Linked DNA regions of Hordeum vulgare: region 2 is linked to region 1. Evidence: chromatin contacts called from public Hi-C data. All regions are on one chromosome and are shown on one strand. The core of a region is the stretch at or near the end of the contact, and the rest is flanking DNA. Distances in the headings are between cores, read along the strand shown. Region 1 holds the start of LOC123412567 (importin-9). Region 2 has its middle 180 kb from the start of LOC123411753.

Region 1 (5,706 bases), core at 1,284-3,783:
GGCAGCATTCATGGCGCCATCTAGGCAAAGCACACTGAGGAATTCAGGCAGGACAGACAGTCTAGCAGAACCATGCCTTCGAGGCGTGGGTGCTGCCACTTCAGGGCCAGCAGAACCAAGCCGAAGACAATGGCGCCGTTCACAGACTAGCTAGGAGGGAAACTCTGAGCTGAGTAGGCACAGGCACACCGGCAACTTGCACTCCTGGATTTTTGTCCTTCACCCTCCGTAGCCGCATCACGCACCAATCTACCTCCAATGGGTGCACACCGTCAACCGATGGTCAAGGGTATTGATTTTGGAGGAGATAAATGCATGGGCGGTCCTCAAAGTTTCCGAGGTGTGTCAAGTTGGTCCCAAATCTTTGAAAATGCATGTCTGGGTCCTAAATGTTACGTAAGTGATTCATTCCAGGTCCTTTTCTCGTCTGACCAGCTTTGACCCACGCCACGTGGACAGTGGGGCCAGGAGACCAAACGGCTGGTCGTGGATATTTGCATGAAGCCCCCCCCCCAAATCTCATTCAGTAGCGTCCACGGTCCCGTTCCTCTCCAACCCCTCTCTCTCTCTCTGGCAATTTGGGAGGCGACCAGCGGCGGTGATGTTGCGCCTCCGGCGGGCAGATAGCTAAGGCGGTCGCCCCGACGCGGCGGCCGCATGAATGGCGCCCGCAAGCAAGGGGCTCGTGCTGCGGCGACCCGGCGATCCTCTGCCGCGCTACAGTAAGAAACCTAACCCTATCGCAACCACTTTCTCGCCGCCCATCCGAAGTAGCTCAAATTAGCTGTAGATTTTGACAAGATTCGTGATATTTAGGCCCACTTGAGGAGCTCTTCACAGTAGAAATCAACTATGGTGGATTCTTTTGCAGATTAGGCTCGTCCAAATCTTATGTCGATGGCAAAATTGCTCGTTTTGTCTCTTTATTTAGGCCATGTTATGTGTCTTTATTTAGGCCATGTTATGTCTCTTTATTGCCCTGTTTTGCTTATTTATGCTTATTTGTGGACTGTTATCTGCAGGGATTGATAAATGCTGTAAATGCATTGTGGCCTGATGCACAACACAGATTTTGTGTAAGACACCTGCATCAAAACTTTGCTAAGAACTGGAAAGGTGACATCTTCAAAAACAAATTGTGGCAAATTGCAAGAGCTACCCATGAGGCAGATTGGCAGAAGTACATGGAGGAGATGAAGGTGCTGGATGAGCAAGCATGGCAGTACTTGGATGCAATTGACCCAAGATATTGGTGCAAAGCTTTCTTTGATCCACTTCCAAAGTGTGACTTATTACTGAACATATGCTGCCGTCGCAGGTGAAGCTACTGGGAAAGGTGCAACCGACGAGGAAGCCTTGTACTTCAATGTCTTGCCACCCGACGAGCTTCCGGCGAGAGACATGGCGGCGGGATAACAGAGCTAAGGGAGAGCAAACCTAGGGACTGGGGAATAGAAAGACCGAGGCTTATAAGGGTTCAGATGCAAAGTTTCCAACGGCCAGGCGCGGGAATTCTCCCGCCACACGCCCCACTGTCCACGTGGCGTGGGTCAAAGCTGGTCAGACGAGAAAAGGACCTGGAATGAATCACTTACGTAACATTTAGGACCCAGACGTGCATTTTCAAAGATTTGGGACCAACTTGACACATCTCGGAAACTTTGAGGACCGCCCATGCATTTATCTCATTTTGGAGAGAATAGAGAGAAGGGAAAGAAATGAGAATGATATGTTGGAGCCTACATCTAAATATGTGGATTGTCCATGTGAGATGCCACATCTACCCTGACAGTGGTTCAGGGCCATTACTTTGGTGTTTAGCTCAAGCCAAACGCAGCCAATCGAGAACAGGCGCTACCTGCAACAGTTAGTCTCGAGAATGGTGGTTTTGTGGAGAGAGAGACAAATTAAGGCGGTTGTTTTCCACTAGACTGACTCAAAAGTGTTGGTTTTGTGTAATTTACTCCACTACTGCAATGGTGCTCAGCGCAACAGGTCAAGAGCAGTTGCCGCAACAGAAGTTAAGCAGCTCCATGGGTAGTATTTAGGCAATTGCATCTGCCAGGCATCTCCTTAACAGCAGTGGCATGGGGCACGGGAGCTTTAGGACACTGCGAAGCAGTCGCTGGCGCATCTAGGAGGGATCAAATTCGACGCTCTCGCACTCCCACATGGTCAACAGAGCGTGGCCACCTACTCGGAGCAGAAGCGGCCTCGATCCGGCAAGGGCAGTAACCGAGCGAGGGGTGGGGCGAATGCGAACCTGGCTGGAGGGAGGCCTGGCGGAGCGACTCCTCGGCGAAGGCGCGGACCTCGCGGGCGGTGTCGAGGGTGGCCGTCAGGCAATCCACGAGCCACCGCTGGTCCCCGTCCGCCGCCATTGCAACCGATCTTTGACCGCAACCGCCGCCGACGACGACGACGACGACCTCGCCTGGGTTGGAGCTCGGCGCGGTCGCCTTTTGGTTGACCGGGGCTGATTTTGGTTTGAGCGGGATCGCGCGGGGAAGGCGGGCGGGCGGGTGGTGGGAATGGTGGGGGGATTTGGGGGTTTTGCGCTAGGGTTTTTATACGGGAGCGGAGGGTGGGCGGAAGAGGAGAGGAGACAGGGGTGGTGGCGGCCGGGGAGAAGAGGAAATGGGGAGAGCGCGAGCGGGTTGAGAGGGAAAAAAAAGGCTGCGCTGGACTGGGCCGGCTTGCCAGGCTGGCCGGTTGGGTGCGCGTTCGCTGGACTTTTTTGGTGGAGGCGGCTGCCATTTTGAATGGCGGGAAAGGGCATGCCAGTTGCCAGATAGCTGGAGAATTTTAGTCTCAACACACACAAGAACAGATAGCGGGGAATTTCGCCGAAAAATCGCTTCGTTCCTAAATACTCATTCCGTTCCAAAAATCTTGTCTTAGAATTATCTATGTATGAATATATCTAGCCATATCTTAGTATTTAGATACATCTATTTCTAGACAAACTTAAGATAAGAATTTTGAAACGGAGAGAGTATAAGTCTTTTTAGAGATTTCACTAAAAGGTTATATACTAAATAAAATGAATGAATCTATATTCTAAATTATGTCTATATACATCTATATGTTGTCCTTTAATGAAACCTCTTAAAAAAATTATATTTAGGAACGGAAGGAGTAAGTAAGATAGGTAGGAATTCCACTATCTTCCTCATTTTTTCAGCTGGGAATAGTAGTATTTTCCGAGCTTCCTGCAAATATTACTAGATATTTCTAACTCTCCCTCAAATCAAAAGAAAAGATATTTCTAAGTCTCAAACAATTCGATGCAATTGTCATGATTCGTGTCTTTCTACTGTGTGGGGCTCATTGTGCGTAGATCCTGTTGGACGCTCATTGCGTCCAAATGTACTTGGTTCGCATATGAGCGTATGAGGCGTTATGAAAAAAAATGGACCAGCTCATTTAAGCCATATGTACGCTCTACAGATCCTGCTTTTGGAACCTTCTATATTTCAGTCCGTTTTTTAACAGTTTTGTGGGCCTTCTAGATGGATTAGGTCCAACTTTTCCTTTTAATCTGCTTTTCTATTGTTTCCTTCATGACTTTTTTCTTTTTCTTTTTTCAGTGGTTCTTATCTTTTTTCAAATGATCAAAATTTCAAATTTTGTTCACTTTAAAAAAATGATTGAGAATGTACTTTTTCAAACAAAATCTTAATGTATTCAAAAAATGTTCATAATTATTTAATATGTTCAAATTTTCAAAAAAATGGAAATTAAAAATATTGATAGCTCCCCCAAAAAATATTCAAAATTATCAAAAAATTATTCAGAATGACTTGACTGCATTCATATTATTTACTTTCTGATCACATTCATATTGGGCTACTTGATGCCTTGTTGCACTTTTGTTATTATTTACTTTATTGCAATTACTCTTTCATTCAAATAAACCATCAAACATTTTTTGTAACTTTACATTGAACTTAAAGGTGAACTTAAAGGTGAACTTAAAGGCTCATTGTGCGTAGATCCTATTGGATGCTCATTGCGTCCAAATGTACTTGGTTCGCATAGGAGCGTATGAGGCGTTATAAAAATGGGCCAACTCATTTAAGCCATATGTACGCTCTACAGATCCTGCTTTTGGAACCGGGAGTCACTAATTAGCAAGTGCTTCTTTCGGAGCCTTCCAGAGAGCACTCCCACGCGTTGTCACTTGGCGCGTTTTCAGCCACCGCCACGTGTCACGTTTTGAGCATTTTCTTGGGATTTTGTTTTTTTATTTTTCTCGCACGCGTTTTCGGTTTTTTAGATTGGTTTATTATTATTATTTTTTGGTGTTTCGGTTTTTAACCGGTCATTCTTAATTTTTTGACGAAAAAAATTTCAATTTTTTTTCGAAAAAACATGTTTTTGTTTTTTTCATGAGAGGCACGGTTTTGCTTTCGCTGGAGACATGTTTTTGCGTCCCCGAGAGGCACGGTCGTGCCTCTCGGAAACGAAAAAAAACGCGTTTCTGTTTTTTTGGCGAGAGGCACGGTTTTACTTCCACGAGAGACACGAATTTGCTTCTACGAGAGGCGGGATCGTGTCTTTTGGAAAGAGAAAAAACATGTTTTCGTTTTTTTAGCAAGAGGCAGGGTTTTGCTTCCGCGAGAGGCACTCGAGAAGGGAAAAACATATTTTCTGTTTTTTTCCGCAAGAGGCACGGTTTGCTTCCGCGAGAGGCACGGTTTTGCCTTTGTGACAGGCACGCACGTGCCTTTCAGAAAGGAAAAATTGCGTTTTTTTAGAGAGGCATGATTTTGCTTCTCTGAGAGGTACGGTTTTGCCTTCGTGAGTCTCGGAAAGGAGAAAATGCGAAAAAAAACATTTTTTTTTTGTTTTTTCTATCACGGGAGACATGGTTTTTTGGTCCGGTATTTTTCGTAAAAAAAATCAAAATCTATCAACATGGGATTTAGTTTTGAAGATCTCGACGCGAGAAATCCAATGGTGAAAACTGTTCGAGATTTGGACGCAAGGTTTAGGAGATAAGACGTTTTGAAAAAACGAATCTACGAAAAAGGAAAAACTCACACGTTAATACAAGTGACACGCATGCAGTGCACCACTTGTCGCGACCTAGGGTTGGAGTGATCTTTGAAAGGAGTACTCGCTAATTAGTGATTTCGTCTATATTCCAGTCCGTTTTTAACAGTTTTGTGGGCCTTCTAGATGGTTTAGGTCCGGCTTTTCCTTTTAATCTGCTTTTTTATTGTTTCCTTCATGAATTTTTCCCTTTTTTCAATGGTTCTTATCTTTTTTTCAAAAAATTCAAAAACTTATTTTTTTCAATGTTTCACTTAAAAAATGATGAATGTGCTTTTTCAAACAAAATCTTAATGTATTCAAAAATGTTCATAATTATTTAATATGTTCAATTTTTTGAAAAAAATGGAAATTAAAAATATTGATAGCTCCCCACAAAAATTAAAATTATCAAAAAAATATTCATAGTTTTCAAAAAATGATAAACCTTGATGCTTGTAATCTTGTAAAGTTGAATCTAGTTTGATGTTTTGATATTGTGTTGTGTCGCAATTCTCTAGTGGTGATGTACTAACATCAACTTTATCACTTCACTTTTAAGGGAAACATAAATTACCATACCCTAAGTTTATGAACTATTGCACGAGGGGTTGTTGGGACGCCAAAGTTTAAGAGTATGGTCAAATTTTATTTTAATTATTCTTTTGT
Region 2 (6,157 bases), core at 3,057-5,556, 250 kb after region 1:
GAAATGAACTTACAATTGCACTTACTCAGACGCATTTCAAGATAGAATCGATCAGGGTGAATGACAAAGACTCCAATCAACGCATACTTTTGTGAAGCCCTAAAATGCATTCGGAATTTGTTTGTCTTATCACAATCTACATCGACCCTTTTTCACTCGAACCCCGACCCATTCGGGGGCTAATGATGGGGATATGTACCTAGGGTAGGGTCTTAGGTCTGACCTACACGCCCTACCCAAGGACACTACATTGGAGAACTTAAAGATTACAAGGAAGACTCCGACTGGAATCACCATGGCGCATGAGTCACTGGACGGAACATCCGCTCGAAGAGCTAGAATTCTTTCACTCAATAGTTGCCTTTCACTCGGAAGAACCAGAAGTCAGTCGACCACAGAAGATCAAAAACCACTCCAGGGAGGCCAACACACAGGCGTTCGACTGGTTGCCATAAGTAGCATTTATTACATATGTTATCTATAACGTTCACCTTTATTACCACGATCGAACCCTTGGTTGCCGGGTATTCATGACGGGCAGCGCACTCTATATAAGCCACCCCTCCCCTCTGGCACAAGGGTTCGCACCCCTTGTAACTCACACATTCCACTCGAAAGAAGCTCTCCGAAGCACGAGACGTAGGGTTGTTATCTCCACCGCGAGAGACCCGAACTCGCTAAAATAACCGTGTCACCTCTTTGCATCTCGATAGATCATGCTCCTTTATCCTATCCCTTTTTGTTGTCAGAATCGATACGACGAGAGAAGCAACGAAGGAAGGTGTCTGGATGAAGCAATTCATGAAAGAGCTTGGAGTTGTGCCAATGCACTCGATCCAATGACCCTGTTTTGTGAAAACACTCGTGCCATTGCTCTAGCTAAGGAATCAATGTTTCACAAAAGGACCACGCACATAAAACGCCGTTTCAGTTCCACCTGCGATTATATCAAGGAGGAGGACATAACATTTGCAAAGTACATATATATCTGAATGTTGCAGATTCATTGATTAAACCTCTTCCACGAGCAAAACATGATCAATACCAGAACTCTATGGGTGTTAGATTCATTACCTTATAATAATAGATTATTGACTTTAGTGCAAGTGGGAGACTGTTGGAAATATGCCCTAGAGGCAATAGTAAAGTGGTTATTACTATATTTCCTTGTTCATGGTAATCGTTTATTATCCATGCTATAATTGTATTGATTGGAAAATCAAATACAGGTGTGGATACATAGACAACACAGTGTCCCTAGTAAGCCTCTACCGGACTAGCTTGTTGATCAAAGATGGTTAAGGTTTCCTAGGCATCGACATGAGTTGTTCTTTGACAACAGGATCACATCATTAGGAGAATGATGTGATGGACCAGACCCAAACCGTAAGCATAGCGTTTGGTCGTATCAAGCTTACTGCTATTGCTTTCTGCATGCCAATGTATTTGTTCCTATGACCATGAGATCATGCAACTCCCTCACACTAGAGGAATGCCTTATGAGTATCAAATGTCACAACGTAATTGGGTGATCATAAATATGCTCTACAGGTATCTCCGAGGATGTCTGTTGGGTTGGCATGCATCAAGACTGGGATTTGTCACTCCGTATGACGGACAGGTATCTCGGGGCCCACTCGGTAATACACCATCGGAATAAGCTTGCAAGCAATGTGACTAAGGAGTTAGTCACAGGATCTTGTATTACGGAACGAGTAAAGAGACATTCCGGTAACGAGATTGAACTAGGTATTGAGATACCGATGATCGAATCTCGGGCAAGTAGCATACCGATGGACAAAGGGAACTGCGTACGGGATTGACTTAATCCTTGACATCGTGGTTCGACCGATATAAATCTTCGTAGAATATGTAGGAACCAATATGGGCATCCAGGTACCGCTATTGGTTATTGACCTTGGAGGTGTCTCGGTCATGTCTGCATAGTTCACGAACCCGCAGGGTGTGCACAGTCAACGCTCGGTAACGATATAGTATAGTTGAGTTATTGTGTTGGTGACCGAAGGTTGTTTGGAGCGCCGGATGAGATCCTGTACATGGCGAGGAGCTGTGGAATGGTCCGGAGGTAAGGATTGATATATGAGAAGTTGGTATTCGAGTTTTGGAAGAGTTTCAGAAAGCTATCGGTTTTGTGACGGAGGTTCTGGAAGAGTTCCGGGGGTCCACCTGTCCCGGAGGGCCCTATAGGTTGTGAGATGTGGCGCACCAGCCGCTTGTGGGCTGGCCACCCCTCCACTTGAGGCCCATGCGACCAAGGAGGTGGGCTGGCCTAGAGGTGGTCACCGCCCCTCCTTCCTTGTGGGCCAAGCCACCTCTTGGTAGCCGCCGCCCCACCCTAGGGGAAACCCTAAGGCGCCACCCCTCCTCCCTTCCCCTATATATATTAGAGGAGAGGGAGGGCAACTGCACCCCAAGAGCCACGGCACATCCCTCCTCTCTCTCTCGTAGTTCTTCTCCCTTGTTCTACTGCGACACCGCTTGGCGAAGCCCTGCCGATACAGCTGCATCACCTCCGGCATCACGTCGTTGTGCTGCCAGAGAACTCAAGCTGCTACTTCACCTTCCCTCGCTGGATCTAGGAGGTGAAGGCGTCATCGAGCTGTACGTGTGTTGAACGCAGAGGTGTCGTCCGTTCGACACTTGATCAGGACGTTCGTGATTGGATTGCGGGACGGATCGTGCTTGGATCGCTAAGACGTTCGACTACATCAACCGCGTTTCTTAACGCTTTCGCTTAGCGATCTACAAGGATATGTAGATGCACTCCCCCTCTTGTAGCTATTGATCTTCATAGATTGATATTAGGTGTACGTAGGAATTTTTTTGTTTCGCATGCAACGTTTCCCAACACTGTAGACGTGTAAGGCCCAGTCCAACAGTGCTTCCTTCCATTTTTCCTTTTTCTCGGATTCCTTTCTCCTTTTAAATAAAAGCTTCTGTTTTGATTTAATTTTAATACCAAAAGACTTTTGTAAAATTTGGCATTGGATCCATTTATTAACTTGCATTTTTAGGCTGTGGCACAAATATTTTTTTTGGCCCACTAAGAAAGTGTGGGAATTTTAATAATTCAGAAGGCATTTAGTTAATTGTTTTAGTCTCTGTTATAATTGTTTTGAGGCAAAAAAATACTTGATAAAATGTTGGTTCCAATTTTATAAATGCTTAAGGAATATTTGTAACCCAAACATGATTTTAGTTTTCAAGTTTGCCAAAATATTTGAACCACTTATTACTTAAGTTTTGAATTTCAGAAAGAATTTGAAATGGGATTATGATTCAAAAGTGATCAACGACTGTTTAACAAAAATGAATTAGCTTAATCTTCCGATAACTGTAGCTTGATCACATAGGTTACTGTAGCTGATAATCCAGGGGTGTTACAATGCAGAACATGATCGTCGAGGATGAGGGTGGCGATGCTGCTGCATCTCTAGAATTTGAAAACATGGATGATTTTATCCAACTTTCGAAACAGAATCCGGCCATATTTAAAGAGTTTATTCAAATGCATCAACAAATTCGTCATCAGTCAACTCACGAGTAGCCGAAGAAAGATCTGAGTGAGCATTAATGGACGATGATAGGAGACAACAATGTTGATATGTAATATTTGAACTCTTTTGAATTTGAACTAGTACTCCATGCGGCTATTTAAACGCATGTATTCTTTGTATGCTGCTATTTGATCGTGTACTTAAAAATTAATGAGGAAAACTGAATGTATACAGCTACAGTTGAATGACGTCTTTCGACATGTGTGTCCGTGGACTGATACCCTATCCAGGAACGGAAATTTGTGGTTGCCGTTCAAAATGCACTAACCATCCAACCACAATTAGATTCGTTGGTCCATCATAAGTCCATGACTATCAAAACGGGAACTCTCATCGTGCAGATGAGCCCCATTTGTACTACTACATCACTGTTGCATGATCCTGTGACGAAGACGAACTGTCTGGCGGGACATCAGAGTTGATGTGCTAGGTTATCTCGTCTCGTGAGACGAACCTAGAGAAATTTCCCGTTGTTTTATGAGGCGAGTATAAACTGTAAAGGGGATTACCAGATCTTTTCCTGTTGTTTTCGTGCGGTAAACATTGAACAATGTACCGTGCCAACCTCTGCACTCGAGTGCAATGTTTTTACGGGCTCGGGCATGACGACGAGGGGCCGAGTGGTCGATTTCTGGGCGGCTGGCACCAGCGGATGAGACGCCGGGAACGGCCAGGACATGCCCGCGTCTGTCGGTCCTGTGACGGAACCTATCCATTTGTAGCGAGGCTGGCTGCTGAAGCGGCGCAGGGGCTCGACCAGCAGCTCGCTGTTCTCGTGCTGCGTTTACGGCCCTATTTGCCATGTCTTGTTGCGACAGGGCAATGAATTGGCGTCGCACGCAGACGCAGCAGGCGGTGTGGTTCAGGTTCAGGGCTGCTGGCGCAAGCAACAATCTCGGTTCGGGGTCCTGCCGGCCTATCTGAATCTGATGCAGGCGCTGAGGCTGAGGCTGGGGGTTGCATCTGAGCTTCATATGGTCCAGTCTCCGCCTCGGTTTGGGAAACACTGAGCATGTGTAGTTCATGGCCCTCCCATCGGTTTGTAGCGCTTGCGGTCACTAACCCAGGCCCAAATGATAATCATATATAGACATACAAGGGTGTAAACATGAAGGAAAAAGGGCATAAACATGATCAGTTTGGCTGGCAACATGCTGCTAGAGGGGGCGGGGGAGGAAGAGGCCTGAGAAGACAAGGCGCGCAAATGGCAAAGCGGCCTCGTGCTCCTCGAATTTCGAGCGGGCGCCTGTCGAGCAAAGCGGGAGGGGCCGGGAATGGGATCATTGCTCGACATACAAAGAAAGTGACAGCCGTTAGAATTACCTCCTTTTGCCTTTTCTTTTGGTGGATGGAAAACGGGCTTTGCATCCTCTCGCGTGTCCGCCTGCATCGTGGACTGAGCCGTCAGAAATAGCGGACCAGTAAAACGATAAACCTTTTCACAAGACATTTTCTCCTTTCTCTTTTGCAACCCAAAAGGTCATCAGAGCCGGTACAATAAGACACGGTCAGCAGACTGTTGGATGAGAGAGAAGAGGGGAGAGAAGGGAAGCGGACTCTTCGTAAAGAGTCAGCTCTAAGCTCTAGCACGTGCTCCTAGATGCTTTCTAAGAATGAAAGGTGAGCCATATATGATAAAAATACTACTCTTTTATAGCTAACTATTGTACAAACTAGCTATAAAATAGGTTATAAGACTGCTTATAGCCAGCAGTTGACTATGCTATTAACCATGCTCTCAAAGAGAATTCTGCCGAAATCAGTCCGTTCAGAATCAGCCCGTTTTCTTCATGAATACGTAGCACAAATTCTCATGTTCGGGGTGCGATGACGCTGGCAGCGGGGCGCGACGGCGTGGTGGCGACGATGTAGGGGCTGGCAGCTCGTGTGGGCGCGGTGGGCTGCGCGGAGGCCTTTGGCTGTCGTGCTGGCTCGATTTGGCTCGGCGATCTGGCTGCCTCGGTTGCACGCGGTGCGGCGGCTCCCGTCGGCGGTGGAAGCCGGGGCGGCGGCCCTGCAGTCGGCAGCGGCGCTGCCTCTCCCCTCCTGCTGTTGGGGCGTGTGGGGTAGCGTTTGGGCCGTTGTCGCCGATCTGGCGTCGGCGCCCTAATCTGGTGGTGTAGGCGCCCTGTTGTGTGTGCTGGGGTGCTTGAGGTCCCCTCCCTCGGCCGGAGGAGCTGTGGTGGTGGTGGCGAGCTGCAGCTTTGAATGATGGCGCGGTGACGTCACTATGGTGGTGGTGCATCGACGTGGAAGGATCTGGCCGGCGTACTCGTGGAGCTACTGTGATGTAAATTGCGACTCTTTCAAATGCGATGGTTGATCTGCTCTTGCAGCTCCGGTGTGCGATGGGTTCTACTATGTGGGTTGGGAGAAATCACGGCTTCGATGAGGCTAACAACGGCGACGCACGCAGGCACCGTTCTCTTCGTAAAGGCGTTGTCTTGGACCCGATCGGACTACCTTCCTCGAGCTCGGGGGGAAACCCTTGGTCCATCCTTCGGTCCAGATGACGGCGGTGCCAAGGCGTCATTACCTTCTTAAAGGCGTTGTCTTGTTGCTTGAGGAGCATCGACGGT

The links. A called contact is a pair of places that touch in the nucleus more often than the background predicts.
Region 2: a contact with region 1 is called in a Hi-C map of seedling, with 2.8 times the contacts expected there. The contact joins the enhancer-like site here to the promoter of LOC123412567 in region 1. A contact is called at or near these places in 2 of 6 Hi-C or Micro-C datasets (leaf and seedling).

The regions. Positions count from the first base shown.
Region 1 is chr7H:121,251,095-121,256,800 of MorexV3_pseudomolecules_assembly, forward strand. LOC123412567 (importin-9) reads right to left here and starts at 2,534. Exons shown (of 33, transcript XM_045105517.1): 1 at 2,264-2,534. The coding sequence starts at 2,381.
Region 2 is chr7H:121,501,570-121,507,726 of MorexV3_pseudomolecules_assembly, forward strand. No RefSeq gene overlaps it. Among protein-coding and RNA genes, the nearest start is that of LOC123411753, 180 kb to the right of the region's middle. Within about 2 kb of position 4,307, at least 3 of the 3 cell types and tissues checked have open chromatin away from gene starts, as enhancers often do. A contact at or near this core is called in leaf and seedling, where this site is marked.